3 separate regions of the Rattus norvegicus genome follow, and all the other regions are linked to region 1. Evidence: chromatin contacts called from public Hi-C data. All regions are on one chromosome and are shown on one strand. The core of a region is the stretch at or near the end of the contact, and the rest is flanking DNA. Distances in the headings are between cores, read along the strand shown.

Region 1 (4,428 bases), core at 1,221-3,720:
AAGGCAACCATGCTGTCTTCACCCACTCACTCAGTGGGTGTGGATTTACCAGGGCATCTAGCTTTTTACATGCATGCTAGAGATTTGAACTCAGGTCTTTATGCTTGTACAGCAAACACTCTTCCCCACTGAGCCATCTCCCTAACACTCTCTTGGTCCTTCTTAGGAGGCAACAAGTCGAGAGCACGCAACAAGTGCTTAGTGTCACTGTCATCATCGCTTATGTAAGGATCATTTGTGCAGATTTCTAGAAAAGCCCTTGGAGCCCATATCAGATACACCAGTGAGAGAAAAAGAAGAGGGGAGGAGAAAATGTAAAGGGACCAGGAAGATCCCATCAGACACAATGAGACCTTGGTAGGGAAAACCCACGAAAAGCACAGGTACAAGGGGCTCTCGTTTCCCCTAGACCGCAGCCACCTGGGAACAACATGGAGCAGCCAGCTGGGAGGAGGGCCCAGACTAGGAAGGCTAGGCTTGAATGCACACATTCATCTCTAGCCTGCAAGGCCTGCATTGGTATTGAAAATCTATCTGGCTGTGGTTGGGGAGGACTGGAGAGGTGTAAGGAATTTCAATTTCCTTCACCAAATGGCAAGCTTGTGAAAAAGTCCTTTCTCTCCAACATTATCACATACTAAAAATGAAAAGCCAGCCACTCAGCTTTCAAGAAGAGGAAACTAGGTGGGCTGCCTGGCTCAGAGAGAGAGGAGGACTCAGAATCGAGACTTCTGAAAATCTCAACAGCACATTCTATGTCAAGACAGTGCCGGTTTGGAGTTTGTCTGTTTGAAACAAAAAAAAATGGAAGACTAGAGAAAAGCAATTCCCCATATAACAACTACCACTATACATTTCAAATCCATTTGGTAGCTGAATCCCAAATCCACTTGCATCAGTGAACAGAAATTGGACAATGTCTTTTCTTTTTCTTTCTTTTCCTCTTTTGCTAACTCTTAAAATCATCCTTCGAGTACTTAAAATCATTATGCATTCTAAACAGTAATTTTTAAACTCCTAATCTCAAAATATGTTCTTTGAGATAACTGCATGTCTCTAAAACGGCGGCAATAACAGATAAGAGAACAGGAGAAGGTGCTAAAGTGGAGACCGTTGAGAGACACAGTAACACTTGTGGCTGGCAGATCACAATCTGGCATAGTCACAGAGGCCAGGCCCCAGAGTTTATAGACTTGGAAGTTAGCTATTCCCAGCCAGGCCACCAAGTAGTTGTGTCCTTAGACAAAACAGGTCTCTTTCTGAAACTCTTCCACATTAAAAGAGAAAACAGTTGTTTTCCGAGATTCTTTTCTTCTATGGCCCCCTCAGCCCCATTCCCAAAGGCCTTCTAGTGGCCGAGCAAGAAGACCTGGCCACTCAGGCTAGAACAGACATGAAACTGGCCTAAAAACTAAATTCTGTGTTTTACAGTCTCAAAACATTACTCAGCAATCCTGTATCACTGCTATCCTAGAATCAATTCTGCTAAAACAACCTGATGGAGTCGATACAAGGAGGAAAATGGTCTTTTGCATCAGTATGCTAAGGGTAAGGTCAAGTTAACTTGGTCTAGACTTAGCTAAGCCTCTCCTTGATAAAATGAACCCGCCCTACGAGGGCGCGAGATGATGTATCTGGATGAATTAAACAGTAGAAAACCAGATACCAGCGAGTTTCTCTTTTTCCCCCCGTTTCGTTTAAACTTACTGTTGCTCTCATAAAAAGCATCAGGTTCCAAAATTGTACAAGCGGAAGACACAAGGCACTTCTCGGTTCCCACGGGGGATTACCACCCCCATTCCCGGCTTCTTTTGCTTTTAGTGGTCTGGGGCCTGCCTGGCAGCGCCATGTCCAGGCCGGGACCCACGCCGAGGGGAACTTTCCTCCGCTGCGCCAGAGACAATGCGGCGGCCAAAGCCCGCGCCTCCCCGCCGCGCGGCTCAGAGAGCGCCCCGGGATAACCGGGAAAAGTGCCGGGGAGGAGAAGGAAAGCGCCCCAGAGGGCCGGGAGAGCGCCCGAGGGAAGGGAGAGCCCCGATGGGAGGGGAGAGTGCCCGGGAGGACAGAGAAAGCGCCCCAGCGGACTCCGAGAGCGCCCCAGCGGCTGCCCGGGCCTCCTCCCTGAGCTGGGAGCCTTGCGCCCTGGGCGCACGCCCCCAACCGGAGTCGCCTCCGCGGAACAGGAGAACGCGCGCTCCGGCGCTGCGGCAGCGGAGTTCCCGGTCCGCCCCGCCAACCCCTGCAGAGCCGGCCGCGCGCCCCGCACGCCCCCGGCTGGTGCTCTGCGGGCAGACGGGGACACCCGGAGCCCACAGGGGTGTCCGGGTGGCCGTGCAACGCCCCGCCGCGCCTGTTCCCGCCGCCCCGCCGCCTCGCCACTCACCGGGACCGGGCGGGCCGCTGGGCATTATTCCATCACGGGCGCGGCGAGGCCGGGCGAGGCGCGGGAGCCGAGCGCGGCGCAGGAAGGGGCGGGTGACCATGTGCCGAGGGGGAGGAGGAGGAGGCCGGCGACGCGGAGCCGCTCTCTCGAGCCCGCTCGGCGGCGACGGCGGGCGCGGGCTGCAGGAAATCCAAACACTTCAGCAGGAAATCGGAATCCTGACTAAGCACTCCCGGCCCGCCGCTGCCCCGCGCCGGGGGCTCCCGCCGCGCTTAACCCTTGGCCAGCCGGCACACTTCAGGGCTCAGGAGTAGGACCGTGCAGGAGGAGATGCATGGGGTGGGCCTCCTTGGCCACAGAGAGCAGAGGTGGGGCTTATCAACAGAGAACCTTGGCCTTGAAGTGGGGCTTGCTAAAGCTAGGACACCAGAAGACTGTGGCCTCTCCCATCCCGCCATGACTTCTCCTAGGCTACTTTCGCCTGTTCCTTCCCGTCGATTTCTATCTTTTTACCCAGTGCCTGGAGGGAAAACCGTTTGGGTCAGCACACCACACTGATGATCTGGCATATCGCACATTCCGGTCTCTGAAGCCTGGTTGGAGAATGGCCTTTTCCTCTTTCCTGCAAATGATTCTTCCTTAAGCCTCAGTTTCTCAAATAAGAAAGGAGTGTCATAGTCTTCATTTGAAAACAAGATGCTTAGACAGGGATGTTGGCAACATCGGTGATACCCATGCTTGGGTATTGCTGCAATCTAGAGACTTCAGAGAAAGGAGGCTTCTAACTTGTAGGGTGTGTATTCTGCATGTCTGTGTGGACCTACACAGCTCAGGGGCAGGTCTGGCCTAAGGGTGTCAGTTTCTCCTTAATTACAGGTGATTGTTTTTCTTTGAGTCTTGTCTGTAGAAGAAAAGGTCAGCCACTGCATAGACCCTTTTCTGGTGAAATTAGAAATTCACCAGGACTCACAAGATTTGAGATTTTGTTTTTAACCTGAGGGTGGGAGACTTCGGGGAGGGCATGTTAATAAGCCTTGAGATGCCCCTGGAGGTTTAAGAGAACCAGCAGGGGAGTCTGGGCAGCCATTGGGAGTGATTCATTGTGGTTTCCCCAGGAAATGCCACATTTTACCTGTAGGCTGCAGTTTGGTGGTTTTGCTTGAGTGTTTCAGATTCCTCTGACTCCGAGATTTAGAGGAAGGACCACGTGCGTACAAGCGAGAACTGAAGTGAACATGCTGGGAACTGAAACTTGGGTACCAGCTTGTCTCCCAAGGACGAACAGACCTGTGCTTGGCAGCCAAATGCATGTCTTTTCTCCAACACTTTCACTGGTTACAGGTCACAGGAAAAACTCCAAGCTGGGCTCCAGGAACCCAACCAGGGATTCCTGTCCTTCACCTACCATCCTATCTACATTTGGGAAAGAACCTCTACCGGTCTGAAGTTGACAGATAAATCACAGAGCAGAAGTTGGGCCCTCACAGTTCCCCTAACCCTTTGATCCACTTGGGTCTGGCCCCCACACCGTCATCGCCATCACCTCCCCCAGCATCCCATCCCAGAATTCTTGACTGTCTCTTTTGTTCTGACTCACAGTGCCGAATTAGCACATGGGAGCCCCTCAATTAGTACACGTTGGATGTGAGGGGCATAGACTAGAGATCCAGATCTATCTGTCATCCAAGCATGGCAATACACTCTCTCTCTCAGCTCCCTGAATCCTTCACTCAGAGACTTGACGTGGATTGTTCAGTGTAACAGAAGAAGCGCCAATGGGCTCTACTAATGGCCCTGAGAATTTAACGCTGTGAATAATTAGGACTGTCAGTTGATGGAATGTAGTCTCATTGGCACATCAGCAGTTAATTATTCCCTCCTCCGTGCTTCCCCCCTAGCATCTCTGTTCATTAAAGGTCCTACCTATTTGGCCAGGGCATGGTGGCACATGCCTGTAATTCCAGCTTACTTGGAAGGATGAGGAATTCAAGGTCCTGTTTAGATACACAGGGAATTTGAACCTAATCTAAGATACTTGAGACCCA
Region 2 (4,428 bases), core at 686-3,185, 210 kb before region 1:
CGAGCAGAGACAACAGAAGGTGAAGCTCGTCAGACACTCGTTCTTCCCTGGATTTTCTGGTCGTCTGGGGCTAAGATGGAGGAGCTAAGATACCTGGAGAGCTCTGAAGTCTACCTCAGCCTACCTCATGTCTTCTCCATGCCAAACCCTGCTGAGGACGGCCATGTGCCTGACTCCCTGATGGAGTCTTACGTGAACCAGGCTCCTTCAGAAGGCATGTGACACGAGGAGGAAACTCACATGTACTACACTCACGACGGTGGCACATACTCACTAACCAGGTCTAATACAACATGTAATGTGCTTCAGTCAGTCCCTACCACAGCATAAGCAAAAGTTTCCATAACGTTAAATAACAGCAATGCTGCTGGCTTAAAGACTGAGGATGAGACGAGGCTAATTAATCAGTTATTTAACTAAGTTAAAGACAGCCTCTCTTACATTGCCCAGAGTGGCTAGTATTGAAGACTTGATACTGCAAACAAAAAACAAACGAAAAACAAAAAGACATACCGACAAGCAAGTGACAGCAGGCCATTTTTAATGTCACTCTGAACAAATCTCTAGCAAGTGACCAGGTTCTTTCCTCCTTCCTTCTTCTGCTATGGACCCATAGCTTTAAAGCATGCCTTTCCTGGTTCCAGATGCTGTTTTTCAAGTATACCTTGAGTTAAGGATCAGTTCTCTATGATATAGTGTGTACACACTCTTGATCAAAGTGTTACCTGCCACATGCAAATGTTACAGGCTGAAAATTCAATCCTACTTAAAAATCACTATCTGACTTTCTATTTAAAATATTTTTAATGTGCAATAGCTCTTACTAATTTAAAATTCAGCCTGGATTACACATGACTTCTGTACACTGCATACATTTATTACATAGCAACTGTATACTGATGAGAGAAAATTCCAAGACATTAGTTATGGTCTGGCTACAACTAGCTCATGAAAATGACTTTCCAATTTTATTTATATGTCACAGAGAGGTAGCAAGCTTTCAAAACACAAGGAAAAACTCTAAAAGCTTCTGAAATGAATATATGATGTATGTTTTGTTGACACTCGTGCCTTCCATGATAGACTGTGTTTCACTGTAGGTAGCTCTGCCTTGGGCTGGAACTCATCACCATCTTTGATTTACTTGATTTCATATGAGCATTCAATGTCTCACTGCAAAGGGAACACCTGGGTGGCATTATAGAAGAGATGGCACCTACACCATCCCTATCTAAGATACAAACCCCGAATCCTAAGATTATCTAACTGTCAGGATCTTGGACACAATGTAAAAAAAAATATATATATATATATATATATATAAATATATTGCAATTGCATATATATGAATCAGTATATCTAACTGTATAAAAGGAATATTACATTAAAATGTCAAATTATGTAATAATCTTTACTTTTTGAATTTTTCCATATTCCTGTTTTATTGTAGTAAACACATGTAACTTTCATAATAAAAAAAAGAAACACCCCAAATCCTTTCCCTCTTGCTCATCCACCCACACCCATGTGAATGTCCCACATTGCTAAATGGTCATGAGTCACATCAGGGCATGAGGGGGGTGGGGGGCAAGAGAGGGTAACAGTACAAACACCAAAGCCGTTCAATTATGTATTATCATTCTGCGAAAAGATGAGAAGGTATGTGGGGAGCCAGAAATAACGGGTACATCTGTAACAAAACAGAGCATCAAAGGCAAGAGGACAAAGAAATCTGTTGTGAGACTGTGTCTCCGAGAAATGACAAATAAGCTTCCTTAACAACACGGCTACCTCACAAGACCCGATATACCAAGAGCTGTGCTAACATGGAAGGGGAACCTCGGGGTCTCCACCTCTAGACAGAGAACTGGTCTACAGGGCTGAGACCGGGAAACAGTGTCCCTGGGAATGAGCCCTTATTTGGTTGTCCAGTACCAAGGGGCAGGACACAGAGCAGTAACAGTGAACAGAGGCTAGGAGTCTCCGTGTGTGTGTGTGTGTGTGGTGTGTGTGTGTGTGTCCAGGACACAGGGGAAGGGGTTGAAGAGAGGGATGGGAAGGGAAATTATGTAATTATATTTTCATTTAAATGAGAAAAAGACGAGATCTTCAAAAAGGCATTAGAGTTCAGGATATTCAGCAACCGCCACTGGGCATAACTATCCTTTCTACACTTTTTAACATTTCAAAGAAAAGTCTCAAAAATAATGTGATAAAAATCTAGATTCAACATGCATGTTTTCAGCTATTTTCATCTGGAGAGAAAAGAAACTGAGAAATAAAAAAGAAAATAAAACAAAAAGCAATCCTTAACCCAAACCACAACACTCTGCAGTCAGACAGTGTAAACAGGCAGTGCTCTGCCACTGCGGAACTTTCTGCGGCTCCAGCAGCTCTGCAGCAGAAACTGCCCTTCATGGCTCAAGGACGAGCTGCAGGGCTGTGGAAAGGCTAGGGCAGAGAAGGGACCAGGGGCACCAAGAGTCCTGCCTGGACTAGACACCCTCTGACCACAGTCACTACTGTTAAATAAGGTTTGCAGACAGACTGTAAGACCACTGCAGCAAGGACTTTGAGGGCATGGCATTTAAATGGCGTCCTCTTAACCACAGAGAATCTCTTCCCCAGAGCGATTTTGCCTTTTGGGAACTTTAAATGTATCTGATGCTTCATGTCCTTTGCTGGGATCACATGACCAGCCAGCACTGTTCACCAAGCAACCACTGTATTATTGCTTTCTTTTCAAAGGTTAAAATCATGAGCTTAATCTTGATACTGTATATTTAATCAAACGAGCAACAAAACCACAAGCAGCTAAATTCAAGAGCAGTCTACTTTTATCTAGCTATTGTAAGGAGTGCATTGTAAAAGTAGTCCTTCTTGCTAATATACTGAATTTTAAATGGGCACAGTGATGGTAGGTATCCACACCACCACAGAAGAACCGCATGGTACATAGGTGCTTTACATAACTTCTGAAAATCCAACCACAACATGAATTTGTAGAGGGCTCGGGTGTGCATTTCTCACTGATAGGTCCTGCCTGCTTATCCCCGTATTTGTACAGACCCTCCATACATACAATACATACACTGAGAGTGACATGGCCCGGGTTGATCATCAGTCTCCTTTTATAAAAGCGACGAAATCAGGATGTAGACATCTTTCCAACACATGGGAAAGCAGCTGTTGGTAACCTTTTCTTTCCTAAAGCTCTTGTATCTTGTCACAGACATGTTAAACATCCCACCATGTCCATGTTTCTCTAGTTCCTCACCACTAAGAGGCAGCATTTCGTAGATATAAGACACCTAACAGACCAACTTCTGGAAGCAGTGTAGATCCCTCCATCTTCTCAGAATGAAAACCACACAACTGATGTTAGAAAAAGAAATTTACCAGGAGGGAAACACTGGCTCACAAAACCTAGGGAAGTGCAAAGGCAGAAGGCCGAAGACACACCCCAGCCTCCTTGAGGCACAATGGAGGCCAGTGGACTTTGGTTCTGTACATTTCTTTACAATGACATTTGGACATAGTGATATTTTATTAAACATTTTTGTTCCTCTAGATTATAACTTGATGCCTAGACTATGATTTATATTCCAAAAAACTTAAACTCACAAAAATTTAAAAACACAGTATAGAGAGGATCCTGTTTATTCTTCAACTTTTCTGGTAGCAACAACAGCTTACATATTATTTTATTAAAATCTAGAAACTGAAACTAAGATGATTACACTACAGACCTTATTTAAATCTCATCAGTTCTTGTATATGCTTGTTTCTTAAACAACAACTATATCTTTGCACATATGTCTAAGGAAGGTGTAGTTATTGGTCTCTGTAAAAAGTCCAGTGCTTGACTTGGGGCCACAGAAAAGATGCCTCTCTGCCTGGGTTTGGTAAGCAAGGCACTCAGAGGCAGCAATACCTGTTGATTAGATGGTCCTACAGACAACTCCTGCTAGCAGACCAAGAAAATATCTACCCGATGCTGGTTTTCTAAGAGTTAGGGACCCTTCCCAAAAAGATTCCAAAGAAAAGCACGGTCCAAGCAGTGTTGAATCTCAGAGCTCTGCAAGCAGCATCTGACAGGGCAATGCATAGTGAAGCTGTGGGAAAAAAGCCAAAGCCAGTGGCAGATTCAAGGGAGACAGAGGTGCCAGCACAATGTCACGCTTGTCAGAAAAAGCTACAGTTTTCTTAGGCAAAGACAGCCCAAGAAAAGTAACCATGTGAACTAAACCAAGTCCAGTGTAAAATGATTATTTTTATGGCCACTCACCAGGAACAGCATCACCATTTTCAAACAGAAAATATTTATTTTTATTTTCTGAATGAAATGAAATAAATTAGGTCTTACAGAATTTCTTTTTGATCTTCCTTAGACTTCTATTCTATGAAAGAAGCGAGGACATAGCCAAA
Region 3 (4,428 bases), core at 563-3,062, 210 kb after region 1:
GAGCCTCCATCAGGATTACTGACTCAAGTGGTCTATTGGTAGGACCTTGTAAAATTATACGGACGGACTACCAAAACTCTAGAAAACACTAGGAATACTCTTTCCTCTTGTCTTCAGCCCTCATCTATTCACGTCTTCTCTGACTGCCATGTCTGAAGTAGACCCCATTCCCTCCTTCTGCAGTATGACATCTTGTTGCTGTCCTTCAGGCACATGCTACCGTTTGAATTATTGAATCTATCCATGCTTTTGACTTTGCAACCTTTCTGGACCTATCTTGTGATAGGTCAGCTACCTCATTTGTCCAGGTGCCTGCTATATGTTGTGTAACTGGCCCCACCATCAGGTAGAGTTTTGATATTGAATGGATAGAAACTACATGTGACTTTGTCCTTCCCCTTGTCCACCAAAACAGAACTTTGCTGAGGTTGTAGACACATCTTTTTTTTTTAAAATCCAGATCTGATGACAATTATAGAGGATCAATCTATAGAAATCTACCTGGTCCAAATAAAGGAAACAGATGATGCACATGTATTTATAGGGATGCTGAGTCTGGGACAAGCCAGCCAGTCAACAGATTGTGCCTGTCAAGTCTTCATGGAAGGTGTGGAAGCTTTGAACCCAAAGTGTTGTTTTCATTCTTGGAAAACACAAACCTCCTTTTCCCCTGAGTCAGACAATCCTAATATAACTGTTAGGATAGGGGAGGGAAGGAGGGATGAAGAGAGAGAGAGAGAGAGAGAGAGAGAGAGAGAGAGAGAGAGAGCACTTCGGGGATTGTACATTAACTACCAGAGCAACTAGGAGATCTCCTAAGCAGCAGGAATGAGGTTAAATTTTGGAATTTTCAACCCACTTGGATGGAGGGGATAGATTTTATTTATTTATTTATTTGTTTGTTTGTTTGTTTGTGTGTGTGTGCGCCCGCGCGCGTGCGTGAGTACGTGCGTGTGTGTGTGTGTGTGTGTGTGTGTGTGTGTGTGTGTGTGTGACCCTGTATGGGAGTGCCTGTGGAGGCCAGAAAAGAATCTCAGACCCCTTGGAATTATAGGCAGCTTTGAGCTCCTGCAAGTGAATTCTTGGGACTGAACTCTAGTCTTCTGGAAGAGCAGTACATGCTATTAACCTCTGAGCCAACTCTTCATCCTCAGAAAAGAATTTCTTAAAGCATCTTTCATAGAACTCAACTTCTACAGTATGCTAATAGGATTCCACAGAAGCCAAATGTGTATGTTAGTGGCAACATATATTTGGAAAGAATCCTTAATATTTTACAATGTTGTTTGTGATCATGTTAAAGGACACTTTGGAGTGTCTCAGGAGAAATATGGGCATAGAGAAAATCTGAATGCAACTGCCTAGTTGGTCTTCATGACTCTCTTGTTCCCACTTCTCCTGTGTGGGGTATCTCAAAGGCTTTCTCCATCCCTGTGTCTGTTCTTTCCAAAGTCAGACTAACCACAAATTTATAAATAGACTGCTAACTTTCTCACCTATGGCTTCCTAGCAAGCTATCACAACATGCAATGGCTTTAAGCAGCAGTACTCATTAATTTAGCTCATGCATCCACATTGGGGCAGGGCTCAGCAAGGATGGGGCTTCTCTGTCTCATGTAGCATCTGCCAGGGCTGTTGACCTGAGGCTAAGGCTTTGCTTTCCACGTGGCATATTCACGTGGCTGGCAGTCAGTGCTAGCTGTTGGCTGAGATCTCAGCTGGGGCTGTCTGTTGGGTAGCTATATGTAGCCTCCCTATGTGGTGGCTTGGCTTCTTCACAACTCACCAAGCAAGTTCCAAGTGTGTGTTTGAAGACACAGGAAATGGACTGTCTTCAGAAAAAGCCTAGCTTCACTCATATTGGCTCCTATTGCTGAGGCAGTCATATGACTCAGATTCTAGAATAGGTTACATCAGCTTCACCTCTTGATTTGACAAAGTGTTTAGAAGCCATGTTTTAAAATGTCTATAGCAGCTCTGTGATTTGCTCTTAAAATTCCTTTTGCCCATAATATTCTTTCACTCCCACATGCACGTTGCCACCTGGAAAACTACTGATTCTCTAAAGCCTGCCTCTAGTACCACTTCTTCTAAAAACGGTTTTATCCATGCTTTCTTAGCAAGTTGCTTTTATCGCTAGCCTCCTGTTTAACACAGCATATTAATGTTACCCATGTTCTAAGAGGGCAATGAGACATCTTGTTCATTTATTATTCCTGTTTCTAGCAATGAATTAATTGGCTGATTTTCCGGACCAACTGTTATCATATCAACTATCATTTCATAAATGTTTACTGTTTAATGTGCCCTACAAGATGTGCTTTATAAATATTATCTTATGGAATGTTCACAAATAGAGGACTCATGCTATTCATGTTATACAAACAAGACAGTGCCAGGTAGGTCAAGCCAGGACTCCATTTCTACTGCCCCATCTTTATGTAAGACAAGTCCCCCTGAGAATCTGTGCCAATAAGCCAGAGTGAGGTTGCTGGAAGTGGGGCTCATTATCACTCTCTCTCCTCCTCTGGTGTTGGCAAGAGCCAGCAAGGTGAGCGAAGGTCACAGCTTTGCAGCATAAAAGCAGTATAGTGAGCAAGGTACTCACAAGTGAGATGCCAGGTTAAGAGGGAGGTTGAGCTTAGCTGAAGGCAACCAAGTGATGAGAGATGCTCAATGTTCAGACGAAAGATGGCAGGGTGCTGGGGCTGCACCTGAACTTCCATTCTACCCTTCTGGACTGAAGCAGAGTGAGCCAGCTGGATGCAGCCGAGTAAAAAGCTGAAGATGTATATATACATCCACTGGGATCTTCACCTGTCATACAACAGGGGACGGCCTGCTTAAAAAGACAAAGTATGATCCAGAGCCTCTTAAGATATTATCCAACATATATATATATATATATATATATATATATTAACTTTTATTGTCTGAAAAATTTATATATGTATATTGTTTGTTTTGGTCACATAAAACTCCTTTTCCTCCCATCCAGTTCTTCCCTTATGCTGGGCTTTTGGCCAGTTCGATTTTCTGCATGAAGTCACAGCTGCTAAAAGTTTCTGTGTGCAATGGTGTGCTGTCCTTTCAAGCAACTTCCACTGCCTCTGGCTATGACTGGTCTTCCGTCCATTCTATGCTAATCTCTGAGCCTGTGGGGAAGGGATGAGACACGGATGACTCAGAGCTGAGCATGCGATGGAGTTCTTGCTTTGTTTTGTTTTTTAATCTGAAAATTGACTACTGTGGGTTTGTGTTAGCCGCTGTCTAACGAAGAAAGAAGCCTCCCTAATGAGTGTTAATAAGCAGCACTGATCTATGAATCTGAAGATGAGAAGGTAGAGGCAGCTTATTACTATGTCCTCATGGCAGAATATTATTAGGTTCTCTCCTAAGGCCTATGATGTAGCCAGACACAGATTTTTTTTTAGCCTTGTTAACAGTATTGGGTGTGAGCTCCATCATGGGGAGTGAGCCTTAAATCCAATTAGAAAGTGGTTGGCTGCTCCTACAATGCTCGTGTCACTAATGCACCAGTGGACACTTCATGTTGAGCAGTTATCATTATGGAAGTTGGGGTCATCTTAATGCAGGAGGCCTTGAGGGAAGCTAAGCTTTTAAAGAAAAGTTCCTGGGAGTTATAGTGGGGCTCAGTGCAGGGTAATGGGCCAGTGCCTGGAGCTTAGTTTCCAGTATTGAAAACAGCAGGGGAAAAATGGACATAATTTAAAAAGAGCCAGTTGGAAATGGTAGAGTAGAAATGTCAATATGGACTTTGAAGAGAATTTATACAAAAGTAGGATTTTCTATTATCTATCTATCTATCTATCTATCTATCTATCTATCTATCTATCATCTGTGTAAAACAAGCAAATAGTTTAAAAAAAACAAATATGGGACAATAAGATAAACAGTTCATGTTTGTATCATCATAGTTTGAGAGAGAAAGGAACCTAAATTTTTCAACAAAATAATAGCTAATTCATTCTACATGGGGTAAAATAAATTAACTTCTAGGTTGTTTCTGTCTTTTCTGTTGTTGTGATAAAGTATTCTGCGAACAAACTCTTAATACATAAAGAGTTTGTTTTGTTTCTGGTCAATCATGGCAAATAGATCAAGGCAGCAGGAGCTTTGAAGTAGTAGGCTGTTTCTTACATCCACAGTCAGAGAGTGCTCAATTCATTTTACTGCTCAGCACCTTTTGTCCACTTATGCAGTCTAGTAACCTGGCCAGGGAATGGTCCCACCCACAGTGGGCTCATCTTTCTACCTCAATTAATAAAATCAAGGTCACCCTTCACAGTCATGCCTGGAGACCCATCTCAGAGATGGTTCTAGATTCTGTCAAGTTGAAAATATAACACTATCATACAAAGCAAAGAAGCTAAGAAGACGTTGTGTAAAGGAAATTCTAGAAATTTT

The links. A called contact is a pair of places that touch in the nucleus more often than the background predicts.
Region 2: a contact with region 1 is called in a Hi-C map of Schwann cells, with 3 times the contacts expected there. The contact joins the enhancer-like site here to the promoter of Asap1 in region 1. A contact is called at or near these places in 3 of 12 Hi-C or Micro-C datasets (Schwann cells, frontal cortex and kidney) and 1 of 1 datasets of contacts at active chromatin or transcription factors (oligodendrocytes).
Region 3: a Hi-C map of prefrontal cortex shows a contact between it and region 1, with 2.8 times the contacts expected there. The contact joins the enhancer-like site here to the promoter of Asap1 in region 1. A contact is called at or near these places in 2 of 12 Hi-C or Micro-C datasets (frontal cortex and prefrontal cortex).

The regions. Positions count from the first base shown.
Region 1 is chr7:97,979,480-97,983,907 of GRCr8, forward strand. Asap1 (ArfGAP with SH3 domain, ankyrin repeat and PH domain 1) reads right to left here and starts at 2,471. Exons shown (of 30, transcript NM_001044245.2): 1 at 2,384-2,471.
Region 2 is chr7:97,773,071-97,777,498 of GRCr8, forward strand. All of the region lies in intron 5 of Asap1 (ArfGAP with SH3 domain, ankyrin repeat and PH domain 1), which reads right to left. Among named protein-coding and RNA genes, the nearest start is that of Cyrib, 130 kb to the left of the region's middle. Within about 2 kb of position 1,936, at least 27 of the 93 cell types and tissues checked have an H3K27ac peak or open chromatin away from gene starts, as enhancers often do. A contact at or near this core is called in Schwann cells, where this site is marked.
Region 3 is chr7:98,188,264-98,192,691 of GRCr8, forward strand. No RefSeq gene overlaps it. Among named protein-coding and RNA genes, the nearest start is that of Asap1, 210 kb to the left of the region's middle. Within about 2 kb of position 1,813, at least 14 of the 93 cell types and tissues checked have an H3K27ac peak or open chromatin away from gene starts, as enhancers often do. A contact at or near this core is called in prefrontal cortex, where this site is marked.